Linked DNA regions of Canis lupus: region 1 is linked to region 2. A link is a contact called in public Hi-C data. All regions are on one chromosome and are shown on one strand. Each heading gives the region's core, a stretch centred on a gene start, on an enhancer-like site or on the middle of the called end of the contact. The rest is flanking DNA. Distances are from core to core; before and after follow the strand shown.

Region 1 (5,508 bases), core at 2,289-4,788, 320 kb before region 2:
GTTCCACAAGGGCCAAACATGATTTAAAAACTAGAGATAAAAAAGCTGTCTGAGGAAAATGGGAAGCCAGCCTTTGATACAGAAAGAACTGGACTATCGTTTTCTGAGATACACACATGTGTTTAGTTCGAAATCTACAACTTCTGTTACAGAGAATATGAGTCTGAAGTTAGAGGTGGCAAAAAAACTGAAAAGATGTCCTGAAGAAAAGGAGCATCACCTCCTAACTTTAAAAAAACAAACTCAGCTTAGCTTTGCTATTCTAAAGCAGTGTTTCTCATATTTTCCCATGTGTCAGAATGACCAGGAGAGAGTGGCTATTGGGTGCAAGGTCCAGAGTTCAGTAGGTCCTGGCTGGAACCTAACAATTTGCATTTCAAACATTTTGAGATCCACCATTCTAAAGAATACTGGAACAAATTTTAAATATGTAAAACTCAAAATCCTTTGACATGCAAAACAGTACATAATAATTAGCATAGCTTTATAAAGAAAAATGTAAAGGAACTCCGCCTAGTTTGTAGTGAATAGAGCAAAGATTTTAGAGCTAAATAGACCTTGGTTTGATCGCTGGTTCTGTTATTTACAGGTTCATTTTTTTTAACTAAGATTATGTAGACTCTGTCTCAGTTTCCTCTGGTAAAATGGGGATAAGAAAACTATCCCATAGGGGCGCCTGGGTGACTCAGCGGTTGGGCGTCTGCCTTTAACTCAGGGCATGATCCTGGGATCTGTGATCAAGCCCCGCATTAGGCTCCCTGGGGAGGACCTGCTTCTCCCTCTGCCTGTGTGTGTGTGTGTGTGTGTGTGTGTGTCATGAATAGATAGATAAATATTTAAAAAGAAAAGAAAAATAACCCATAGAGTTATTGTGAGGACTAAATGTATCAAGTGACTAGTACAGTGCCTGGTATATGATAAGTATGCATTCAATCCTTCATCCTTTCCCTCTTTTTTTCTTCATTGATAGCAGTCATGGAACTTAAAGTAATGGAGCAGGGACGCCTGGGTGGCTCAGCTATTGAGCACCTGCCTTCAGCTCAGGGCATGATCCTGGAGTCCCGGGATTGAATCCCACATGGGGATCCCTGCATGGAGCCTGCTTCTCCGTCTGTGTCTCTGCCTTTCTCTCTCTCTCTCTCTCTCTCTATCTCTCATGAGTAAATAAATAAAATCTTTTTAAAAAAAGTAATGGAGCAAAATAACATATTTTCATAGAGGTTCTAGGATCTGACATGCAAAAGATTCTCATAACCATACTAGAAAATACAATGGTCAATTAGTGGACAAGTGGAAGCCGTTTAGGTCACAAAGATTGTAGGGAAGATTTGCTGAAACATATAGTCCCAGCCCACCCCTTTAGGAGTCTCTCCCAAAGAGATAGGGCTCACCTTCATTCCATATACCTCTGATTAAAATGGACTTCTTACACTCAGGAAGATACATTCAGGGACCGAATGCCAATTGCCTAGTTATTCCCTGACCGTCATAATGGTAACCTTAAGCCAGGGCTTTTTCTTACTGAGGCTTTTTTCAAAGAACTCCTGGCAAGTGCTGGAACCTGTAACCATGAAATCTCCTTGATAAAGCAGAGTGTGATCTTTTGCTCATGCATGGCTTAGGTTTCTGTGGAAAAGGTGGAAATGCTGTGGAAAAGAGCTTGCCCCTTTTGTCTATGTGGAGCATGATGTATCCCAGAAAATCCTAAAACTCAAAAAATACAAATCCAACCACTGAAATTCTATATGTAGTCCATTCGGTGCTTTAAAGCACCAAGTATCATTAATTGAGGTGAACAACGAAAGACAAGCTTTGCATTATTCTAGAACAGACTACATGATCTCCATAGTTATTCTGTACATTAGACTGATCACTCCAGAAATACCTTGTTGCTAGATCCCATTTCGAATCCAATGATGTTTCTGAGCAATTTCATTCCTAATACAGAATGATGGTGCCGTACTCAGGATTCCAAAATGGCAAAACGACTTCGCTAACGTAGTCTAAGACTTGCTTGTCAATTACCATGCTGGGACAGGTCAGGGCATCAAAGATTTCTATGTAGAAAAAGCAAACAGAGTTTTTGCTTTGGTTGCTCTGGCTTTTTTTTTTTTTTTTTTCAAGATTTTATTTGAGAGAGATAGCAAGAGAGAGCTCGAGTAGAGGGGAGAGGGAGAAGCAAGGAGCGGGGCTCCGTCCCAGGACCTAGGGATCAGGACCCCAGCCACGGGCAGAAGCTTAACTCCCTGGGCCACCCAGACGCCCCTATATAAGCTTCTTTCCTAAACACCAACAGAATGAAGCAACCCTTGGTAAAAATCATAAAGAAGTTAAAGTTTGTTTTCCAGTTTCTTACCCCCCCCCCCCTTTTTTTTTTTCCTTTTTCTTCCCTGGATTGCAGTCAGTGGGAAAAGTTTAGAATGGTGCAACTCCTACTTCGATTCCTGTGTTTATCAACGCGGAATGTTTCCCCTTCTTTTGCAGGGGATTTAGAATCCCATATTTCCTTTAGAATTAACATCAAGGGGGGGGAAAATAATTCGACATTAAAACCCAACACGGGGGGATCCCTGGGGGGCGCAGCGGTTTGGCGCCTGCCTTTGGCCCGGGGCGCGATCCTGGAGACCCGGGATCGAATCCCACGTCGGGCTCCCGGTGCATGGAGCCTGCTTCTCCCTCTGCCTGTGTCTCTGCCTCTCTCTCTCTCTCTCTGTGTGACTATCATAAATAAATAAAAATTAAAAAAAAAAAAAAAACCAACACGGGGGCCTCCCGGTGGCTCAGCGGTTTAGCGCCGCCTTCAGCGCAGGGCGGGATCCTGGAGACCCGGGATCGAGTCCCACGTCGGGCTCCCTGCATGGAGCCTGCTCCTCCCTCTGCCTGTGTCTCTGCCTCTCTCTCTCTCTCTCTGTCATGAATAAATAAATAAAATCTTAAAACAAACAAACAAACCCAAACTGGAACGCAGGGCTCCCCCTCGGAGGGAGGCGGGTGGGTGGGGTCCGCCCGGGCGGCGTGGCCCGGGCTCCGGCTGTCCCCCCGCGGCTGTCGGGTCCCCTCCCCGCACCGCCCGCCGGCTTCCCTTCTCCTCCCGGGCTGCCCCCCCTCCCGCCTCAGGGCGACCCCCGCTGCTGCGCCGGGGCCTGCGCCGCCGCCGCCCCGCGCGCGGTGAGGCCGCAGCCCCGGCCCCGCCTCGGGCCTGAAGTCGCCGGGCGGCGGCCTGCAGGGGGCGTGGCGGCGACGGCCCCGGGCCCGCGGCGCGAGGACCGACCCCAGGCCGGAGGCGCGCGCTCGGGGCTCGGGGCTCGGGGCGCGCAGCAGGGCAGGACCGGGCAGGACCGGGCCGGGGGCCGGAGGCCTGGCGGCCGAGCGAGGCTCCGCGGGGCAGCGCCGGCAGCCCGACCGCAGTCCCGGGCGACTCCCTCGGTGACGCCGGGCGCGTTCCTTCCTCTTCCTTTCGCCTCTCGGGCCCCGCCTTCCCTTCCCTCCGCCCACCTCCCCGGAGCGGAGCCGCCGCCGCCGCCGCCGCCGCCGCCGCCAGCAGCGCCGTCATGTCGGCCCCCGCCGAGTCCCCTCATCCGGCCGCCAGCGCCCGGATCCCGCCCAAGCTTGGCGGGGCCAGCGCCTCAGGAGCCGCGGCGCCCGCAGGCCCGGGCCCGGCGCCGCACCAGCAGAACGGTGAGGCGGGCGGCCCCGGCAGAGCGCGGCGCGGGGCCTAGCGCGGCGGGCAGCCTGGCGCTGGCGCTCGGGACCCGCCGGGCCGGGCCGGGCCGGGCCGGGCCGGGCCGGGCCGGGCCGGGGGGTGGGGCGTTGGGGCGGGGGCTGCCGGGTTGGGGGCGCCGGGCGGAGGCCGCGGGCGGAGGCCGCGCCGAGGGGGGCCGGGCTGCGAGGGGGGGCCGCGGGCCGCGGGGGAGGGGGAGGGGGAGGGGGAGGGGCGCCCTGGCGCGGAGGCGGGGGCCGACCCGGGGAAGCCGGGGCCGGGGCTGCTTACGTAACGTGACCCTGGGCCCGAAAGCGCCGGGGGTTAGCCGGAGGCGGCAAAGGCGGGGCCCGGCCTCCGAGGAGAGGTCCTCCAGCCCGGCCGGGGCGCCGGCGAGTTGCCCCGGGCGACCCTGTCGCCGGCGAGAAGCCGAGGCCGCGCGGAGTGCGCGGTCCGGGGAAGGCTGCTGTGGCCCTCGGGCTGCGGGGCTGCCGCCCTTCCCCGTCGCAGCAGAATTGCTTTGATTTCTGCGGCCCTGCGAGCACGTGGCCTTGAAGGGAACTTAAGTGAGCGCTCAAGTTTGTAGACAAAAGGGTGTAAATATGCAACATGAAGTGTGACCGTAACCCTGACCCAGTTCGGCCTGCGAGACCTGTCATTGCAGCTGCGGCGGCTGCTCTAGCGTTTGGAAGTTTGCTTGGTCGCGTTGCAAAGGGAGCAGGTGTCAAACGGCTTTATTTAAACGAATACCTTTAGATCTGGGTGTCTTTCCCCACCCCACCCCTCACCCCTCCTCAGCTTCACTTTTGAAATACAAAAGCGTGCCGGAGTTGGCCCCGCGTCGGGGGAAGAAAAGGCCTTGATGCCGGCAGCAGCCTGTCGACTTGAAAGCCGCTTTCATGCTAAGGTCGTAGGCTTTCAGAATGCAGGAGGTTCAAGTGAAAAATGATCATTTCTAGGCCATTTATGACCTCATCTTGGGATCTGCATGTTTACGGATGGGGCCTGGGAAGGGGGAACTCAGGTTATAGTATCTTGGATGAGAACCCTCGCCAGTGATTGAATGCTTAAGAAAAATGCCCTGTGTGAGACAGCAGGACTACACTAGTACTTTTCAAACAATTGTTGAACTGACCTCTTTTATCCAGTTAATGAAAATTCACTGGGCTATATAAATCAGTTTAGCCAGTATGTGGTTTTGACAGCTGATACTTTTCAAACATGAAGTTTATCATAAGTTTATGCTGAGAATCAGAGGTTGAGTTTTTTGTTTTTTGTTTTTTTTTTTTCCCAAAAAGTGATATCTTAGGCATAATATACTTTGAATCAACCATAATGCTTTATTTCCAGGAGCCGTCGTTTCCTCTAATGGGTGTGAATGTGAACAGTGTTGTAGGCTTTGTGTTCCTGTCCCGAGCACACATTAAGATACTCTCTGAGCGGTTTTTGTCCTTGTAAACTTAATACAGATTGTCGTTTTCGTTTTGTTTTTAAACAGTTTTGTGAGCGAAGGAACTAGCACGTGATAATTTAAGAAGAGATTTCAAGCCTTTTGGAATATTGTAAACCCATGTTTAATAGTGTTCCAAGAAGTGTCTTTTTTTGATTTTCTGGGTATGCATTATTGTGTTAGTGAATGATTTTTAAAGTGGCAAATACTGGGCAGCCCTGGTGGCTTAGCAGTTTGGCGCCGCCCTCAACCCAGGGTATGATCCTGGAGACCCAGGATCGAGTCCCACATCGGGCTCCCAGTGTGGAGCCTGCTTCTCCCTCTGCCTGTGTCTCTCTGCCTCTCTCTCTCTCTCTGT
Region 2 (5,860 bases), core at 127-2,626:
AACAAAACAAAACAAAACAAAACCACCATTTTGCACCAAAGACGTCTCAAGAATTCTTTCTTGGTGGTTGGCTCTGGACTTCACCCCAGCAAACCTCACCTATATTTCCAAAACTACATCACTAGTATTCCCATAGCGAAGCTCACAAAGTTCTTCCCAATTACATCAGCCCTCTGAAGCAGGTACCAATCCCCACCCTTTCAAAGAAGAGGAGGTGGACTGTGTCAAATACCAAAGGAAGGAAGGTCTCGAAAGATTCCAGTATAAAAGAGACCAACCAAATTTAACAAATAGGAGATCACTAGCTTTCCTTGGTAGAGAAATCTCACCGGAAGCTTAAATTAGGTATGAAGGTCTTAAAGGAAAAAAAGGATAGAGGGGCTTGTAGCATAGATGGTCCACGGCCTGTGTCAGTGCTCAAAACCTACTCTCCAGGGACCCCTGGCTGGCTCAGTCAGAAGAGCCTGACACTCTTCCGCTCCCAGCTGTGAGTCCCAGCCCTATGTTGGGTGTAGAGATCGCCTAACTAAAAGGTAAAAAAAAAAAAAAAAAAAAGGCCCCGGTGGCTCAGCAGTTTAGCGCCGCCTGCAGCCCAGGGCGTGATCCTGGAGATCTGGGATCGAGTCCCATGTCGGGCTCCCTGCATGGAGCCTGTTTCTCCCTCTCATGAATGAATAAATGAAATCTTTAAAATAATTTTTTTAAAAATACGGCTTCGCTTTTTGTTACATAAAATATACTTTTAAAGAAAAAACATTTTTATTTATTTTATTTTTAGTAAAAAAAAACATTTTTTAAAATTTTTTTTTATTTATTTATGATAGTCACAGAGAGAGAGAGAGAGAGAGAGAGAGAGGCAGAGACACAGGCAGAGGGAGAAGCAGGCTCCATGCACCGGGAGCCCGACGTGGGATTCGATCCCGGGTCTCCAGGATCGCGCCCTGGGCCAAAGGCAGGCGCCAAACCGCTGCGCCACCCAGGGATCCCCCCCAAAAAAAAACATTTTTAAAGAAAAGAACACACGTGCACGCACGTCCCCCCTTCCTTTAACGAAGCGTAACGACGGGACAAAAGGACCGCCCCGGTTCACCTCACAGTCGAGCTTACCTCAAAAGGTCCGGAAGAAACACACGCGCTCAGAAGAACGCAGGAAGCCCTGCGCGGGTTGCGACCCCACCAGATCCACCCCTGCGTACAGCGCAGCTGCAAACTCAGAGACGGGGCAGTACAGTTGCTGGGGCTGGCGACGAACTAACGAACGAGGAGACCATTCTGCAGCCTGAGAAGCCAGGGCTCCCCACCAGCTCCCAGCCACCTGGAACCGCCAGGTCCCCGGGAGAGGGGGGCGGAACTCTCACGCCAACCATCTCCCGGGGCAACAGCGCGGCCGCACTTCCGGCAACTTCTCGAGTCAACGGACGCCACTATTATACGTCATTTCCTCCGCTCCTCGTAGGCAAACGGACGCGACTGCCGTAAACTACTGTTTGACGGTGGGTAGTAGCGCCGCTCTTCCAGCGCTGAAGGCCGTTTTGGAAATGGGACAGCGCCCCCGGTTCTGCCGGTGACTGGCTTTTTTTGTAAATCAGTCGTTCGAATTTCTTGTCGCTCCCCGCCACCTTTGTGCGGGTACGGTGGCCGAGGAGGCTCGTTCACGGCGGAAGTACCGGGCTGGCGGGTGGGTGGGGGCAGCGGGGCCGGAGGTGCACGTGGCTCCGGTGCGTTGCGGTGGCGAGCAGAGGGGTCTGAGGATGTCTGGACGCGGGACCCAGCTACGGAGGGAGGGGGGAAGGAAGGGAATGTGGCGTGAAGACCTTTCTGCCTGCTGGGGGAGGAGATACTGACCGGGGGCGGAGAGGCTGGTGAGCGGTCGGTCCGCGCGCACAGGGCAACGGGAAGGTGACACGCCTCACCCTCGGGTTCATCTCTGGCGGCTTGGCCTTGGGCGAGGTGGCAAGGTTGCTGTACTTCTTACTGTCCCGCTGTATGATGTTCTGACCGTGGCACAGAGGGTGGTGCACCCAGAGGCCACAATGACCAAAAAGATACGTACTGTTTTTCTTACCAGGTAGAGTAAGCATGTCTTTTCGAGGCGGTGGTCGTGGAGGCTTTAATCGAGGTGGTGGCTTCAGTCGCGGCGGAAGCAACAACCACTTCCGAGGTGGAGGCGGTAATTTCCGAGGCGGCGGTGGTGGTAGAGGAGGATTTGGACGAGGAGGTGGCCGCGGAGGCTTTAACAAAGGCCAAGACCAAGGACCTCCGGAGCACGTAGTTTGTATGTCGGTTTCAAAGCTTAACCTACTTGGGGGCGGAGGTTGTGGGTTTAAGTTTGGGAAATGAGCGTGCTGAAAGGCAGCTCTAGCAGCTCTCCTATGGAAGTTGCTGCTGGGTTGGGGAATCGGGTCTGGAGATGCTGTAAGCTGACTTACAATCGTGTTGTAGCGCTCAAATGTAAAGGGGCGATCAAGAAGGCAGAACAACACTTAGAATGCGTCGTGGAGGTGGAACTTGAGCTTGGGCTGAAAGGAAGTTATTAAGTAGGTAATACTGTGTGTTTATTCCTGTTGTCCCCGTTTTACAGGTAAGAAAACCGTGAGAGTTGAGTTTCTTTGCTAGGGTCGTAGTAATAAGTTTCTTTGCTGGCATCATATTAATAAGTGATCCGTTTGAGCTACAAAGCCACGTTTTCTGACTCCAAAGCCCATGCTCTCCATTGCTTTTCATAAGTAAGAGAAGTGAGGAAAATTGCTTGTTAGGGAATCTACAGAGGGGAGGGAAGCCAAGGAAAAAAAACCTAATGAGAGTAGATTTGAAGTAATTATCAATGAGGTGGGATGGAAGTCCTGGGACGTGAGACAGATTTGATAGTAGAAGCCTACATCAAAAAGGAGAAGTGATGAAGAGAGTGCAACCTCACACTGGTTGGATCAGTGTGCAAAATGGTTTGAAGAGTGCAATGGCTAGAGTCATAGGTCTATGTGAAGTAGCCCACAAGCATGCAACAGTCCGTGCATGATGCACTGTGAGGGTAGTGAAAGTGAGGAGAAAAAAAAGGACGGGTTTGATGGGAGAGCAATTTCAATGGAAATAAATTCAGTAGAACTTGGCTAATTCTTGGGAATAAAAGGTTCCAGGTTTGGATTTTGGGTGATAGGGATGAAGAATTGGTTTTGGAGGGATGTGATGAGTTTTTTAGTTTGGGGTGACGGTCAGAAATAAAGGTAGTTATTTTGGATTCCACGCGTCCCTGAAAAAGAGTGAAGAGTCATTGGTAAAGACGTGGTAGTAGGAGGTTATTAAAGGGAGGAAAAAAGGAGAACAAAGACTGATTTACAATTAGGGACCGGGGAAATGAAGAGACAGAATGTAAGCATGGTGCTTAATAATAATACTTATTGTTATAATAAAACACCTCTTATAGGTTGGATGGCCTCAATGTGCCAGGTACTTTTCTAAGCACCTGACATTTATTATTGTATTTATTCCTCATAGTAATATATATAGGGTGTTGGTATTGCTATTTGCCCTTATTAAGAATAGGACAGTGAATCAGAGAAAAGAATCTTACCCCAGGTCACAGAGCTAATGTGGAGTTTTTGGCTTTTTTTTTTTTTTTTTGCCTCAGAGGAGAACACATAAGTGAAATCCCAGGTACCCAAGAAGAAACTTCCAGATGATGTTGGTCAATATCATTTGAAACTGTTTTACATTTTAACATTTTCTTGTCCTATTTCAGTATTAGGAGAGTTCCTGCATCCCTGTGAAGATGACATAGTTTGTAAATGTACTACAGACGAAAATAAGGTGCCTTATTTTAATGCTCCAGTTTATTTAGAGAACAAAGAACAAATTGGTAAAGTGGATGAAATATTTGGACAACTTAGAGATTTTGTATCCTTTTTCATTAGAAGACCCAGTGATCTCATTAAAAGGTTACCATTTGCTTTTTTCTGGAGCTAAGTATTGTTTTAATTAAACTTCTTGTTTTATTCAATTGGGAGAGAGTATTGGTAAGATTGTAACATAAAGGAGAATCAAGAGAAGAGAATGTATCTCCCCGTATTGAAAAGGAAGACTATAATAGAGTAACTTCCTTTTTGGAAGGTTTAAGAAGTGATTACCATTTGGGTAAGTGCTACAGGATTAAGGTACTTTGCTTTGATTATGATGATGCTACTGGAATAGCGTGGAATTAGAAGTTTTAAAAATAAAAACTTCATTTCCTCTTGGAAACTTATTTCTTACTTTTTCTAGATATTTCCATATAGCTTTGTTTTTAAAATTACATAGGAATTCAGAAGGTTACCTCTTGTGATCTTAATTGCTTATTCCTTAATGTAACTAATAGTATTTTTCTGTTAAATTGTCAGAAAATATGAAGGCATCTTCCTTTAAAAAACTGCAGAAGGTGAGTGAAGCTTCTGATAAGTAGGATCTTTGGTTTTGTAAGTAAATGACCTTCCTTAGGACAGTGCTACTTAGAGCACTTGAACCCTCCAGTATATCACTAGTGAAGCTCTTAAATTGATATGTTCTGTACTTTAAATGTTGAACTTACTGATCCTTAAAAGTAATTTAATACAAGCTTTCAGAAATTACTCTTAGGCAAATTCTGTAACTGCTACAGTATGTTTTTTCATTTCTGCAAGATTCTTACTGAAAGCTTACATGACCAAACTTTCTAAATAAAGCGTTAAATTAGGAAACATTATTTGAGAGAAGTCAGATATTAAATGATTTCACAGATCTTTCAAAACATGATAAATGCTGTGAAGGAGAACTGCAGATTGCCATGAGGATGTTAGTAGTGGGACCATATTTAGTATATTGGCTTTCTGAATAAACTAGAAGCTGAGACCTGGAAGTTGATTAGAGGTGATTTCCAAACCTTGTTGCTCATCACAATATCTAGGGGAGCTTTTAAGGTCATGTATTTCTTGGTCCCACTCTTAGAAATTGGAGCTGGTAAGTCCTCAGATAGGGACCAGGCTTCAATTATAAAAAGGCAGGCTCCTGGATAATTTTGATGTAATTAGATTAGCACTTGGGAACCACTGCTATTCAAACAGGTGGGAAGCACATTATAAGTAGAGAAAACTGTACAGGTCTCTGAGACAGCCAGTTTAAGGATCTGAAAAAGGCTGAAGTGTAGCTTGGACATAGATCATTTAGGAGGGACTAGAGAGGTAGGCAGGGGCAGGGTTACTAAGGCCTTAGGTCATGGGAAAGCATTTAGTTTTAGTTTTGTTTTTAAATATTAGGATAAATACAGTTAAATTATACTTAAAAAGAGCACTAGAAAAATTAAAGAGCACCCTGGAAAGGGGTTAGTACTGTATGTGAAGGGGCCAGGTCAGAGACTGTTGCATCAGTCCCAGAAGAAATGGTGTTTCGGACCAGGGTAATAATGACAGTGGAAATGGAGAAAAGTGGATGGATTTATGAACAATACAGGAAGTAGCATTGATAGATCTTGGTAGTTGATTAACAATTGAAGTTAAAAATATCACCATCTTTCAGATGTCTGATTTCAGATCTTTGTGGATGGTGTCACCATGTACCAAAATGGGAGACACCGGAGAAGAAGGAAATTGGGGGAAGACGATGAATTCACTTTTAGACATGAGGAGTTTGAAGCACTTGTGAGATATTCACATAGGAGCTCAAAGGAAGAGCCTGGATTAGTGATGGGATTGCAGGTTGTCATTGTGCAGATAGTATATGATACAGTCTAGGAAGAAAGAGTAAGAAAAAGAGCTTTGGGGTATCTCCTAAATTTTATATCTATCTGGAGACTAAGAATAACACCAGTAAAGGAGGAGGCAAACCAGGAGAGTTTCATAAAAGTAGTTATCTTCTG

The links. Hi-C and Micro-C count contacts between places; a contact is called where the count stands out from the background.
Region 1: a Hi-C map of blood shows a contact between it and region 2, with 4 times the contacts expected there. The contact joins the promoter of SEC24B here to the promoter of CFI in region 2. A contact is called at or near these places in 4 of 9 Hi-C or Micro-C datasets (amygdala, blood and skin fibroblasts).

Annotation. Positions count from the first base shown.
Region 1 is chr32:10,216,822-10,222,329 of UU_Cfam_GSD_1.0, reverse strand. SEC24B (protein transport protein Sec24B) reads left to right here and starts at 3,538. Exons shown (of 23, transcript XM_038581922.1): 1 at 3,538-3,678. The coding sequence starts at 3,552. It overlaps LOC111093675 (a long non-coding RNA gene), which reads right to left and starts at 2,334. Exons shown (of 5, transcript XR_005382519.1): 1 at 1,886-2,334.
Region 2 is chr32:9,890,654-9,896,513 of UU_Cfam_GSD_1.0, reverse strand. CFI (complement factor I) reads right to left here and starts at 1,376. Exons shown (of 14, transcript XM_038581907.1): 1 at 1,108-1,376. It overlaps GAR1 (H/ACA ribonucleoprotein complex subunit 1), which reads left to right. Exons shown (of 7, transcript XM_038581916.1): 2 at 2,069-2,275; 3 at 3,737-3,891; 4 at 4,349-4,408. The coding sequence starts at 2,080.